3 separate regions of the Ovis aries genome follow, and regions 2 and 3 are each linked to region 1. A link is a contact called in public Hi-C data. All regions are on one chromosome and are shown on one strand. Each heading gives the region's core, a stretch centred on a gene start, on an enhancer-like site or on the middle of the called end of the contact. The rest is flanking DNA. Distances are from core to core; before and after follow the strand shown.

Region 1 (4,044 bases), core at 1,114-3,613:
AGCGGCGAGGGGGCTGCGGGAGAGGAGAGGAAAGAGGTCAAGGCCCAAGAAATTAAACGTTCATCAGCGTAGGCCCGCATTCACAAAGTAGGGCAGAGCCATTAGCGCTCATTAAAATTTAATACCTGTCTATGCTCTGCGGCCCCGTTGGACACTGCTCTAATGATGGGTGGAGAGGGAGAATTCTCAAATAATTGTGGAGGCTGGGGACTTGCTTTCCTCATGTTAACGTGGAAAGGACGGGCTGGCTTTGAGCTTCACCTTCAAGCCAGTGGTTCAGTGGGTCCCTGGGCGATTGAGTCCCCCGCATCCATTATGTTGTGGCTGGCCTTGTCCTGGAAGGTCTCTGCCCCTCCTCCCCTCTGCAGTTCACCCCAAGCTTCCAGGCCTTGCCAGGGGGAGCCAGGCATGGGCTTCCCCTCCGAAAGTCTCTGGGGGAGTTGGCATTAGCTCATTTGTCTTCCTTGGAAAGGAGTCCCCTCCTCCTTCCCCCAGACCATCTTTTCCTACAGCGAAGTGAACCTTCCCTGTCCCATTGGAAGCATGCCTCCAGGAAGCATGTCTTCCCCGGCACCATGAACACCCTCCATGCCAGCCCCAGCTCCCTGGGCACACGGTTTCTGGTCTCAGCATGGGCCAGGCCAAGTGCTCTAGAAACTCAACCAGGGGCCCGACTGGAAGCATGCCTGGAAGACTCCCTGGAAGAGGTGGCGTTAAAGTCTTAGGAGGACGTATATGAGAATTAGACCAGTGGAAGGAAGCAGCTGGCCATTCTCAGTTGGGGAGCATGACCTTGTAGGAAGGGTGGGGGCTTGGGCACTTTGAAAAAGGGAGGCTTATGTCAGGCCCCGGCTAGGTGGGAGGTGAGCAGGAAGGGAGGGTGTGGGGCAAAGCGGGGCAGGGCCTGCGAAGGGCAGGGCTTGTGCCAGGCGAAGAGTGTGGACCTTGCCCTGAACCCCTGGTCCAAGAAGGAAGTGGAGCAGGCCCAGAAAACGCTAAAGCCTGTGGCAGCCAGGGCTTCAGGGCAGTGTGGACTGCAGAGTGTCTTACAGAGGAAGCAAGGGAAGAAACTAAGATCGTCATGTCCCTACTGTGCACCAGGCTCTCCCTGCGTGAGGGGCAGCATGAGTCTCCCACTTTACAGGTGTGCAAACTGAGGCAGCACTGGGGCCTGGTCAGCCCAAGGGTGGAGCAGGAAGATGCAGAGGGGCATCTCGGAGCCTGCAGGTCTGGCCTGGCTGGACATGGGTTGGCACATCCACCAGCCAGAGACACCTCCCAGGGGCCAGTGCCGAGCTCTTGTGGCTCCAGCTTTGGGCCGGGCATGCTGCCCAGCCCTCACCACAGCAGCTCCCAGCATCCCTTCCCACCAGGGCTCCCAAGAAAACCCTTCACATGTTTTGACTCACCCTTAATAAATGCGCCTTCCATCTGTCACCTCCGCCCTCCCTGCCCACACTCTCCAGGGGCCTGCCCAGAGCAGCTCCTAAATCATCCAGCCTGCCTCCGCCTGGCCCCCGCCGCCCTCCCCCCACCCCACCCCCATTCAGCCTCAGCCCCTCGCCAGCCTGACTGCGAGCAGGAGGGAGGGGAAAACCACAAACGTCCAGGCCCTGCAGAAGAGGCACTTGGGGAGTTTTACAGGACTCAGGGCCGCCCCAGACCGGACCGGGGCCCCTGGCCTGGGGCCTGGGGGGTGCTGGTGGGCTGTCCCCAGGCTTCCTTTTGTCCACTGAGCTCCCCCCAGGGGCTCCGGGGGTCTGTCTCCTTTTTCGCCCCGGCTCTAGAATGTTCGCTCAGGTGCCGGTATGGCACTGAGCTCCCCCCGGGGGCTCCGGGGGTCTGTCTCCTTTTTCGCCCCGGCTCTAGAATGTTGGCTCAGGTGCCGGTATGGCACTGAGCTCCCCCCGGGGGCTCCGGGGGTCTGTCTCCTTTTTCGCCCCGGCTCTAGAATGTTGGCTCAGGTGCCGGTATGGCCATTGAGCACATCCTCTCAGCCTGAGGTGGCCGCTCCCAGCCTCAGTCTGCCTCACTACTCAACAGCTCATGGTCCTCATCGGAAAACCCACTCAGACCCCGCGGGAGGAAGGTGGGGTGTGAACCTCCATCCTCCTGTTCCCCAGCCACCCCCAAGCGCCTGCGGGCCGGGGGTGGGGGCGTAGATAAGAGTGACAGAGTGCAGCTTCTTCTGGGCCAGCTCAGGCCCTGGGTTGTGGGGAGGGGAGGGAAGGGGAGGACTTGAGAGTGGGCGGTGTATGTTGTCTCAAGAGACAGGAAATATCCGGCCACGGGCCCTAACGCAGACAGGCCCCGGCTTGAACTCCAGAACAGAGCCGGTTATCTGCCCCTGTGATGCAAAAGCTCCCCTCCGCCACCCAGCACCCTCTCCCAGTTCCCCGTGGGAGGAGCCGCCACCCCGGGGCGCCTGGCAGAGCTGGCCACGGTCTGCCAACGCCTTCCGACGCCAGGCTGCTGCCAGAGGCGGGCTGCCCACGGCCAGGCGCCGGCAGAGGAAATCCGTTGGCTCAGGGCCCGGCGGGTCCCTCCTCTCCTCGACGTGGGGGTATGGGGGGCTCGGCTGTGCACCCTTCAGGGCATCTAGGGCGTGTCCGAGTCCTCTCGAGAGCTGGGAATGAACATCCGGGGGCTGCCCGAGTGGGCCGGGCCCCTTGGAGGTCACAGGCCTGGTGGGACTGGGACCCAGGGTGCGTCACAGGAGGTCACATCTGGAAGGCCTTAGTGCTGGGGGCGGCAGGGCTCTGCGAGCAGGCCCTGCTTCCTGTCTGTGTGGGAGACGGGCTGCCCCCTCCAGGGAGCCTGAGACCCCACGAGACTTGGGGCCATGGGACGAGAGAGACCCCGAGAGGGGCAGAGTGGGGGTGGGTGGGGAGCAGGGGAAGGGGCAAAGAGGGTGGCTCCGTCCTGCCGGTGAGGCTGGGAGAGGGAGGGTGCGGGGGAGATATGGAGTGGACTGGAGAGGGGAGAAGCTGACACCACCCCTCCAACTCGTGGTCCTCCGTGAAGTCCAGCAGGGAGCAAGGGAAGAGGTGAAGCTTGGTTTCCCCCGCCCGGGTCTGGGGTCCAAATACCTTTGCTCAGGCCCTTGGCAAAGGGCAGGTTCCGCGCCCACCCCGCCCCCTGCCCCGCCCTTTTCGGGCTCAGAGAGGCAAAGTGCTGGACCCAGAGCCATACAGCAAAGCTCACCGGCCCTAGACACGTGGCCCTCTGCACACACACACTCTCTCTCTCTCTCGCCTGTGTCCACCCTTTGCTGTGGGCGCAGTGCTGCCCTCACCCCCCAGGCAGGTGCCTGGCACTGGGGTCCTCTTGCACTGTCCCCACCTGGAGCGTGTGGTCTCCCATGACTGAGGCTTGGGAACAGACTGGTTCTGGAGCCATCACGGCCAAATTCTCAAGCTTCCAAAGTCACCTTCCGGGCAGGAAGCCTGGGTTTCTGACTCAGCCCAGCCTCCCCAGAGCTCCAGGCAGCGCGGGTGGCCCCGCCTGCTGGCCGAGCTGCCATCTGGCCGCCCAAGGACACCCAGCAGCCTCCACCTCAGTTCTCTTCGCTGCTGCTTCTCTGGGGACCTGCTGGCCTCAGGCTTCAGGCCTGAAATGACGTGGGAAGGGGCTCCCCTCCTGAGGTCTGATTTTAATTCGGGCATCTCCCCTGAGACCCTCTGCCGGCAGCTCTCAGAAGGAGGCGTGTGGCTTCCAGGAGCAGAGGAGCCCCAGGAAGCTGGGGCCACCCTTTCTCATCACTGTTCCAAACCCCTGCAGCCCACGTTCCACCCTGCAGACCCACTCATTCCGAATCTCAGGGTGGGAGGGTCCAGGGATCCATGTGTTTTTAAGACTTCCGGTGACCCTGTGTGCCCCCAGGGGAGAAGCCCCTTGTAGAGGTACCTCGCTCTGCCTTCTGGAGTCTGTGGGGTTCAGACCCCAATAAGTGCTGATCTCGTTCTCTACCTCGGTGTTCACATCTGCGAAGTGGGCCTGATAATAATGTCCACGGACGGGCTTGGGGATTGAACGAGTTAAGGC
Region 2 (4,194 bases), core at 1,279-3,778, 130 kb after region 1:
GACCGGCCCCTCCCCAGGATCAGTGAGAAGCCTGGAGTGCCTTTTGGGGAGCTGCTAATGAGTTATGTCTGATTTTTATGGAACTCCGTGGTAAATTATTAATTTGGGCCAAAATGAAAGTGTGGAACCAGATAGTCTCATGAATATTCATCCTGGACTTCAGTGCACAGGGGTTGATCTGGCTGGGGCAGCCAGCTAGACTCCTGACCCAGAAACGGGCGAGTCACCAGGTGAGGAGGCTTCTGGGAACCCTCTCAGCCTTCCCTCCCTCAGTTTCTCCATCCAGAGATGGGGTTGATAACTGACATCTCATTAGCAGAGTTACAGCTGGAGCAGGCCCAGGCCCGGCTTGAGAGTGGGGAGCATTAGTCAGAGGGCTCCTGAGCCCCCGAGTTTCACAACAGTGGAGTCACCGGCGGGGGCAATGCCTGCAGGGGAGAAACCGGACGCCCCCACTGCTCTGCGTCCGCCCCCAGGAGTCACACTGGGGGCCCCCATAGGGTTCAGATCCCCTTTGGATCTAGAATACGACGGTGGCCGGTGTTATTGAGGTCCCCTCCAACGTGGGGTGTAACAGGCCTCCACCGTATTCGAACCGTTCTGTGTAGTAGGTTAGTGTTTCCAGGATGGTTTTGCTGGGATCTGCCTTCCTCAGCAGAGCCCAGCTTCCTAGCATGGGAGGTGAGGCCCCTGGAAGTGAATCCCCTGCCTGTCTGTCTAGCCTGACCTTCTCTAACCCTCTGCCATGCTCTGAACGGGATCTTTCCACTCCCTGGCAGGCCGGGGTCAGAAGTCTGGAAGCCTCTCTGAGCTCACCCATTAGGACCGGTTACTCCTTCCTCCGCTCCCAGGTTTAACGGCAGGAGCAGCCTCCATTATGTATGAGAATTGAACTCATGGGCTCAGAAGCCAAGTGGCCGGAATTTGAATCCTTCTTCTCCCGTTTATTCCCGGTGAGACCTTGGGCAGGCTACCTGGATGCTCTGTGCCTCCGTTTGTGCGCGAACTAAGTTGCTTCAGTCGTGTCCGACTCCGTGCTACCCCATGGACTGTAGCCCACCAGGCTCCTCTGTCCATGGGATGCTCCAGGCAAGAACACTGGCATGGGTTGCCATGCCCTTCTCCAGGGGATCTTCCCGACCTAGAGATCAAACCTGTGTCTCCTGCACGGAAAGGCCGGTTCTTTACCACCAGCACCACTCGGGAAGCCCCGTGCCTCGGTTTAATTGAGTGTAAAATGAGGGTGACATTTCCCGAGCTTGCTGTGGGAAGTAAAGGGTCTGTGCATTTAAAATGCCTAGCGTGGTGTGCAGCACCTGGTCGGCCCTCCACGGATGGCCCCCTGTTATCAGTATTGTCTTTAGTGTGATTGCTGTCACTGTCTTGTTTCCAACTGGGCCTGGAGGTCCAGGGCAGGCCTCAGCTGGTGATGGCAGCCTCCTGTTAACCCGTGTTTCCCCTGCTTCTTGGGAACTCGTGACTTCAGATGACACTGTAGCCCTAGCGTGCCGTGGGGAGGCCTTGGAGCCACGTCAGGCTTGTGTGGGTTTGGGTGGGTCTCTCCGGGGCTTTGCACCTGCCCTCAGCCTGGACAGGCGTGTTTATATTGCAGCCCCTGGAGACCGTCTCTCCGCGTGGGGCTGAGGCCACTTCCTGCCTGAGCCGCGGGGGTGGAGGCAGGGGTTTCGATCCCCTGCCCGGCAGAGGAGGACGCACAAAAGCGATGTTTCTGGCAGCTTCCGGGGTTAGAGCCAAGATATGACCCGCAGCCCTAGGCTCCCAGGCTGAACTGTGGCTCCTCGCACTGAGCTTTTCCACTGAGCTTTTCGGAGAAACAGCTGTTGGGGGGCAGGCTGAGCTGCCTAATGCGATGAAGTGTGGCCTGTGTGAGCCCCAGGCTCCCAGGGGAGCTTCTGGGGGCCTGCGCCCTTGGTCAGCATTGGCCTTCGAAGCCTTGGCGTTAGGAAAGATCTTCAGAGCCCGGGATCCACGGGAGGCTACCAGGTGTGGCGGCGAGAGGGAATGTGCTGTGGGAGGGAAGCCCCTGCCCTTGACCCGCCTCTGCCCGCGACATGCAGGGGCCTCTGGGGTCCCAGAGGTGGGCTCCCGGCGAGCTCTCGGGGTGCTGACACCTGCTGTGTGCCAGAGCTGTGGCCCTGCTCCTGACCTGCAGAGAGAGAGGTTCATGAAAAGCATGTGAGGCTTTATTTGGCTCACTGAAACCAATAACTCCACCTGCCTGGCCTTGTCTTCTGGTTTTGATGCCTTTGACTCAGGGCTCTGTCACCTCCCAGGCGCTAGGCTAGGAGAGAGGCGGCCAGCGGGTCAGACCGGTGGGGCAAGCCGAGTGGAAGGAATAATAAAGCAAATAGCCTGTAACCAACTCTGTTCTCCTTGCACTGGTCTGTTCTCCTTGCCCTGATTTGGCAAGATGTTTGGCTTCTTGTAGCTGCAGCTGACAGGGTAGTGCTCGAGCACCTGCTGGGTGCCAGGCCCAGGAGGGGCAGAGCAGAGGGTGGAAAGTAAGTCAGAGGTCATGTCTCTGAGGCCCTCCTGGCCACCTGCACAGGGGAGGAGCTAAGCACGCCCATGGAGGGATGCACATGACTCCAGGGGCTTGGAGGTCACTGAGTTCCCAGTCAGCTGGAGCCATCTGAGAGGGCTTCCTGGAGGAGGTGGTGTTGGAAACAGATTCTGAAGAATTAGGGGATTTTGAAAGCGGAAGATGGGGGAGGTGTGAAGGGAGGAGACACAGACCGTACCGTGCCCTCGAGTCACCCAGGCTCTTAAGGGGCAGCTTCTGATTCAAGTGGGTCGAGGTGGTACCTGACAAGGCAGATGGGGACTTTCCCTCCCTCGAGGCTCTGAGGTCATCTGCGTCCCCCCTTCCCCAGGCCTGTGTGGCTCCCATGTGGCTGGTCCGTAGGCCACACTTGGAGTTTCCAGGGACCAGACCTAGCCGCATGTTAACCATTGAAAGGTAAAGCATTAAATGAAATGGCTCAAAATGAAACAAAATCAAAACGCCCGTTCCTGAGTTACTCCGGCCCCGCTGCTGGATTGCCATGTGGGGCTGGTGGCCACCATATTGGATAGGGTAGGAAGAGAGTGTTTCCATCTTTGTGGAAAGTTCCATTGGCCGGGGCTGGCTTGTGACCTGGGGTGGGGTAGGGGATGCTACGGGGGCCTGGGGTAGCCTTTTCAGTCTTTGGCGGGGGGTGGGGCGCTTTCAGAAGCTGGGGGTGCTTTTTGCTGTGTTGGACGACACAGGGAACCCCGGACAGGGGTCGACCTACCCCTGACAACAAACACAGGATGGGCAGTTCAGGGGTGACAGGAGCCCAGGTTGGGGAGGCGGGGGCCAGAGCAACCGAGGAGCTCGGCTGGCAGCGTCCCGTGCGGCTGCCGAGGGTGGGCGAGGGGTCGAAGGCAGGGGCGCAGGAGAGGCGGCCGCGGTGCCCATCAGTGAAGTGGGAAGTGGACTGGGGTGGAGGTGGGGTCGAAACCTCCACGTGGCAGTCCGATGGAGGAAGGTGTGGTTTCATGGTCAAGTGGCACCAGGTGGGGGCCAGCGGGCCCCGGAGGACAGCAGCTCTAGTGATCTGTCACGTGCGTGTCCACGCGTGTGCCTGTGTGCACCCTCGCATCATCTCCTGCAGGGCATGTCTCTTTAGAAGGTCTCAGGAACCCCCTGGTGGCCCAGAGGTCAGGACGCGGCACTTTCACTGCCAGGGGGCCCCAGTTCAATTCCTGGCCAGGGAACTAAGATCCTGCGAGCCTTTGTAGTGCAAAGGGAAGAAAAATAAATAAAAGGAAAGTCTCCAAACTCCCTCTCATGCACACACGCACTTAGTCCGTCCTCACCACGCCCCGGGGAGTCCAGAAGGACAGAGCAGGTGAGGTGTGCGCCCGGAGCCTTAACCTGAAAGAGGCTTTTCTAGAACCTGGCTCTCCTCCTTCGGTTTCTGAGCCCCCCCCCCCCCACCACGGGATCTCACTGACTTCTAGGTGCTTGAGGGTATCTAGGGAAAGGACTCTTGGCATCCAGGGGGCTTGCTGACATCCGTTCCATCAGGGCAGTCAGCATGAGAGGGATCCCAAAGGCTGAACGTCAGGGAGACCCAGGCTACAGAGAGGGATTGTTGGCTGTGTGGGTGTCGGGCTCCTGAGGCCCCATGGGCTCTGCTCAGGGGG
Region 3 (4,079 bases), core at 785-3,284, 170 kb after region 1:
AGTGTGGGACCCGCCCCCAGAGGTTATTTAATTTGGTTTTTCAGGCCCTAGGCCCTAGGCCCTCCTGACTCCTCCCATCCCCCTCCTCCTCCTCCCCGAGACTCCCGGCGGCGATGGAAGCACCGCGTCCTCCGCGCCCTGGCCGCGGTGAGTCTGCTGTCCCCTGCTGAGTGTGAGTTCCCGGAGGCCGCGCCGCGGAGACACCGTGTGGTGCGTAAACGAAAGCGTCCGGCGGAGGCCTAGGGCCACACGGGGGAGGCGCGGCCCGAAGCCAGGCGGTGGAGGGTGAAGGGGAAGCGCCCCTCCCACGAGGTGCCAGGGCCGGCCGGCGGGCCCCCACAGGTAGGAGCCAGTAACGGCCCCCGGCTCGGCCTCGCAGGTCCGTTTCCCTTTTCGTTTGTGGTCGGCCAGGAGCCTTGTGCAAGGCGAGGGGCCGACCCGCGTGCGCTCTGCGGAAGGCGGAGCAGGGGAGTGGGTGGCTCGGGGGCGACTGTCCGCGCCCTGCCCTTCGCCCCTCGGGCGGGCGGGCACCCAGGCGAGTCCTGCTCCCCGCTGGCGCGGGCTCCGACTGCTCCAGGCCCGCCAGCGTCATCGGGAACAGATGGATGGGGGGTGGCAGGCGCCCAGCGCTCCCTCCCGCCGCAATCCGGACTGGCGCGGGGAGGGAAGGGAGGGCGGGAGAGGGAGGAAGGGAGGCGGGGGAGGCTGGGCCGCGGGGACGGCTGCGTGCGCGCCTGCCAAGCGCGGCGCGGGCATGTCCCGGGGCAGGTTTGGGGCTGGCAGAAGCGCGGGCTGGCACCGGCGGCCGAAAGTTGAAACCCGCAGCGCGGCGCTACGGCGGGGTGCTGAGGGGTGGGTACTGGTTTGCCTCCGGGGCTGCAAAGTAGGGAGGCTGTAGATGGAGAGGATTTTCAAAAAGAGGATGTACAGGCAGAGACCCCGGTGCATCCGAGCAACCCTGGGAGCTTGGGACGCGCGGGGTCAGAGCGCGGGGCGCGCCAGGGCCAAGGGGCGTCGGGCGAGGCGGGCCGCCATTGACCCGGCGCTTCCCGGAGACGCGGGGCTGGGGAGGGCTGGTGGGGGGCGCCAGGCTGGTCCTCTGCGCCCGCCGCCGGTGGGGGTGGGGAGGCCGGGGCCCTCCGCTCTGGCCGTGCCGCCTGTGGGTGCCCAGGAATTTCAGGACGCTCCCTGAGTCATTCCAGTCTGTCAAGTGCCTGGGTGAGGTGGTGGTGGCGGTGGTGGTGGGGTGCCAGGAATGGGGAGGCGCTGTTCTGGGGCCGGAGGCCCAGTGGGTCGTGCCAGTTTCTGGAGGCGGGCGGCCTCGCCTCTGACCGCAACCCCAGCTACTTAATGACCCCCCTGGCGGAGCGGCGCCTCCGTGGACTCTCCAGCCGCTGCGACGTGAGTTCTTTAAAAGAACTACTCCGCTGCCCCCCGCACTGTGGCCTTCCCCAAAGTTACTTAGAACGAGAAGGCGGAGCTCCTGGAATTTGGGGGGAAGGTGCGTAGGCCCGAGTCCTTAACATTCAGCTCTTTCAAATTGGGAGTTAAGAGGGGCTAGGGAGGAGAGAGGCACACAGCCTACTTTGCATGCCCCCTCCCGCTCCACTCCTCCCCCCCAGCAGACACCGGCTCTGGAAAAGTTTTACTCCAGGAGGCCTCCAGCACACGTGAGTTTGTCCGCTCACTCCTCGGGGGGTCTGCTGGTTTGTGGCACACGCTGCTCTCGGCACCCGGAAAGCGGTAGGGAGAGGCGCAGGGGCGCTGCTTGCCTGGTGGGCGTGTTGAAAGTGACCGCTCCCTGCTTTTGGAATCCAGTGGCTGGTCTCAGACCCCAGTGTACGTGGGACCCCTGAGCAGTGAAGCCCGGGGTCCCCGGGAGCCTGAGGGTGGCACTTCCCCTACCTGCTGGTGTCCTCGGCTCACCTGGCCGGCCTGTCTGGGGAGGGGCGTGTGCCCGCGCGGGTGTACCCGGGCGCCGGTCGGTGCGCGCGCGCGCGAGCGCGTGTGTTTGCGGCTGAAACCCGACACCTCCCGCTGGCTGAGGTCAGGGAGCCGGGAGCGAGCCAGTGGCCCGAGAGTGGGCGGCGTTGCGTTTGGGTGTGTCCTCGGCGGCGGCGACAGCAGCAGGTGTTTCTTGGCCGGGGCCCCGGAAGCTCCACCTCCCCAGCGGGCCAGAGCCGCCGCCGCCGCCGCCGCCGCCGCCGCCGCCGAGCAGCCCCGGGTGAGATAAGCAGTTTAGACAAACACTGGGCGACGGTGGCTCCAGCATGTGTCAGCCGAGGCGGAGCGGCGGGGCCCTGGCATGAAAGGTGAGCGCTTCTAGCCGGGCGGGGGGCGGTCTCCGCTCGCGCCCCCCTCTCCTCCAAGTTCGTGGGTTTCGCGGGGGCGGCCGCCAACGGCTCCGGGGCAACTTCCCCCGGAGTGTGTACGGCGATAAGAGCCGGGCGGGCGGAGTAGGGACCCAAGGCCCCGCGCCCCGCGGCGGGTCGCAGCCTGGCCGTCCGGCCTCCAGGCGGGGGCTCGGGCCGCCCCGGGGCTCGGGCTCGGTGGCTGTGTTAGGCGAGGGGTGCTTTACGAGCGTGCGGCGGGTGGGGAGCAAGGGAGCTGGGGGGCTCTCGGTGAGCTGTCTACGCTCCGGAGCCGGAGTGAAAACTTTGCGGCGGCGGGGGAGGGAGCGAGGGGGGCGGCGCTGCGCCCCCGCGGCAGGTGCTGGCGGCGGCTGCGGTGGGCGGGGGGATCGCCCGCTGGGGCCGCGAGGTTGGGTTTTTTGTCTCGCTCCCCTCCCCCTTCCCTCCGAGCTAGGGAGACCGCCGGGAGGGCGGGACTGCAGCCTTCAGGTCTCCGACCCCCACGCCTTGCTTCCCAAGGGCGCGCCCCGGGCTCCACGGCTTCTCCCCCGCCTCTCTGCTCCCCCCCGCCCCGTAGGAGCGGGTCCCCTGCCCCTCCCCCCGCTGAAGATGGCTGCCCCGGCCTCCGAGGTGGGAGGTGATTGCATCCGCCGCCCCCCACCCGCGCTGCCCTTGCCCCCCCTCCTCGGCCCTTCCTGCTCCGCCTGGATGCGCCTCCCCGCCCCCAGCCCGGCGGCCGCGCTGATGGGCGGCGAGTGGCCCGACCGAGTGGAGCCGATTCAATTATATTGCAGCAGCAGAGACACCTCGTCGGCCGCCCGCCCGCCTCTCCAGCAGGCTAATTAAATTCCCTCCGTGGAGGCGGAGCGGAGTCGGGCTCGTCCTCCCGCCTCCCCCCTTCCCACTCCCCCTCCCGAGTTTGGGGTGGAGGATTAATGGGACCCCTGAGAAGTGCGCAGAGGAGATGGAGGTGCGGGGTCGTGGGGGGAAGGGGTCGTCCGGATTGGGTGAAGTGTTGCCGCGACACCCCCCACGTGATGAACCGGGGTCCCCTGCCGGAGCGCTGACTCTGAAGTTTGGAGGGCTGTGTGTGCGGCGGGGGAAGCACCTGCCCGCCGGCTGGTTGGTGGATACTGGCCGAGTTGAGTCGATTTGGCTCTTGTTTTGTAAACTAGCCTTTGTCTGGGAAGCGCGTCTAAAATACATTAAATCCTTGTTAACCCCTGCAGTGCCTTATCTGGGGCCCACACAGGCTGTGGTTTGGAAACAAAAAGCGGGACCACCAGATGAAACAAAAAAGGGCTGCTTTTGTGAAAGGCTGGAACAAAGGGCCCCGCGGATCCTGGGTGGGAGCCTCCTTGCCTAAGCCGATTTCCAGGCTGGGGGGTGGGGGTGGGACGGAATGGGATGGGAGGGCAGAAGATCTCCGGTGGGGCGCTTGAAATGTCCCCCGGAGGGTAGGCCGGCTGAGCCTTCAAGCCCCCGGGATTGTGCCCCCTTCCCCCCTAGTGGAAAGTTGGGTGGGGGGGAACCCCAGGTGAACTGGCTGCCTGCCTCTGAGCCTCCCTGGGTGTTACTTCTGTTCGGGGCACGTCAGCGTTGCTCAGTCGGTGTTTATGGGCGCCTCCACCCGCGGGTATGGCAGAACCTGCCGCCTGACTCAGCCGGGCCACGCCACAGGTGAGGGGCTGGGGCTCTGGCTCCGCTGGGCTGCCGTGTGTCATCCGG

The links. A called contact is a pair of places that touch in the nucleus more often than the background predicts.
Region 2: a contact with region 1 is called in a Hi-C map of mixed tissues, with 2.3 times the contacts expected there. The contact joins two enhancer-like sites. A contact is called at or near these places in 2 of 16 Hi-C or Micro-C datasets (liver and mixed tissues).
Region 3: a Hi-C map of liver shows a contact between it and region 1, with 4 times the contacts expected there. The contact joins two enhancer-like sites. A contact is called at or near these places in 4 of 16 Hi-C or Micro-C datasets (hypothalamus, liver, mixed tissues and 1 more).

What each region holds. Positions count from the first base shown.
Region 1 is chr14:10,971,943-10,975,986 of ARS-UI_Ramb_v3.0, forward strand. All of the region lies in intron 2 of GSE1 (Gse1 coiled-coil protein), which reads left to right. Among named protein-coding and RNA genes, the nearest start is that of GSE1, 170 kb to the left of the region's middle. Within about 2 kb of position 2,364, at least 27 of the 54 cell types and tissues checked have an H3K27ac peak or open chromatin away from gene starts, as enhancers often do. A contact at or near this core is called in liver, where this site is marked.
Region 2 is chr14:11,104,008-11,108,201 of ARS-UI_Ramb_v3.0, forward strand. The region is part of intron 2 of GSE1 (Gse1 coiled-coil protein); the gene reads left to right. All of the region lies in intron 1 of LOC121816361 (a long non-coding RNA gene), which reads left to right. Among named protein-coding and RNA genes, the nearest start is that of GINS2, 120 kb to the right of the region's middle. Within about 2 kb of position 2,529, at least 17 of the 54 cell types and tissues checked have an H3K27ac peak or open chromatin away from gene starts, as enhancers often do. A contact at or near this core is called in liver, where this site is marked.
Region 3 is chr14:11,143,712-11,147,790 of ARS-UI_Ramb_v3.0, forward strand. All of the region lies in intron 2 of GSE1 (Gse1 coiled-coil protein), which reads left to right. Among named protein-coding and RNA genes, the nearest start is that of GINS2, 85 kb to the right of the region's middle. Within about 2 kb of position 2,035, at least 15 of the 54 cell types and tissues checked have an H3K27ac peak or open chromatin away from gene starts, as enhancers often do. A contact at or near this core is called in liver, where this site is marked.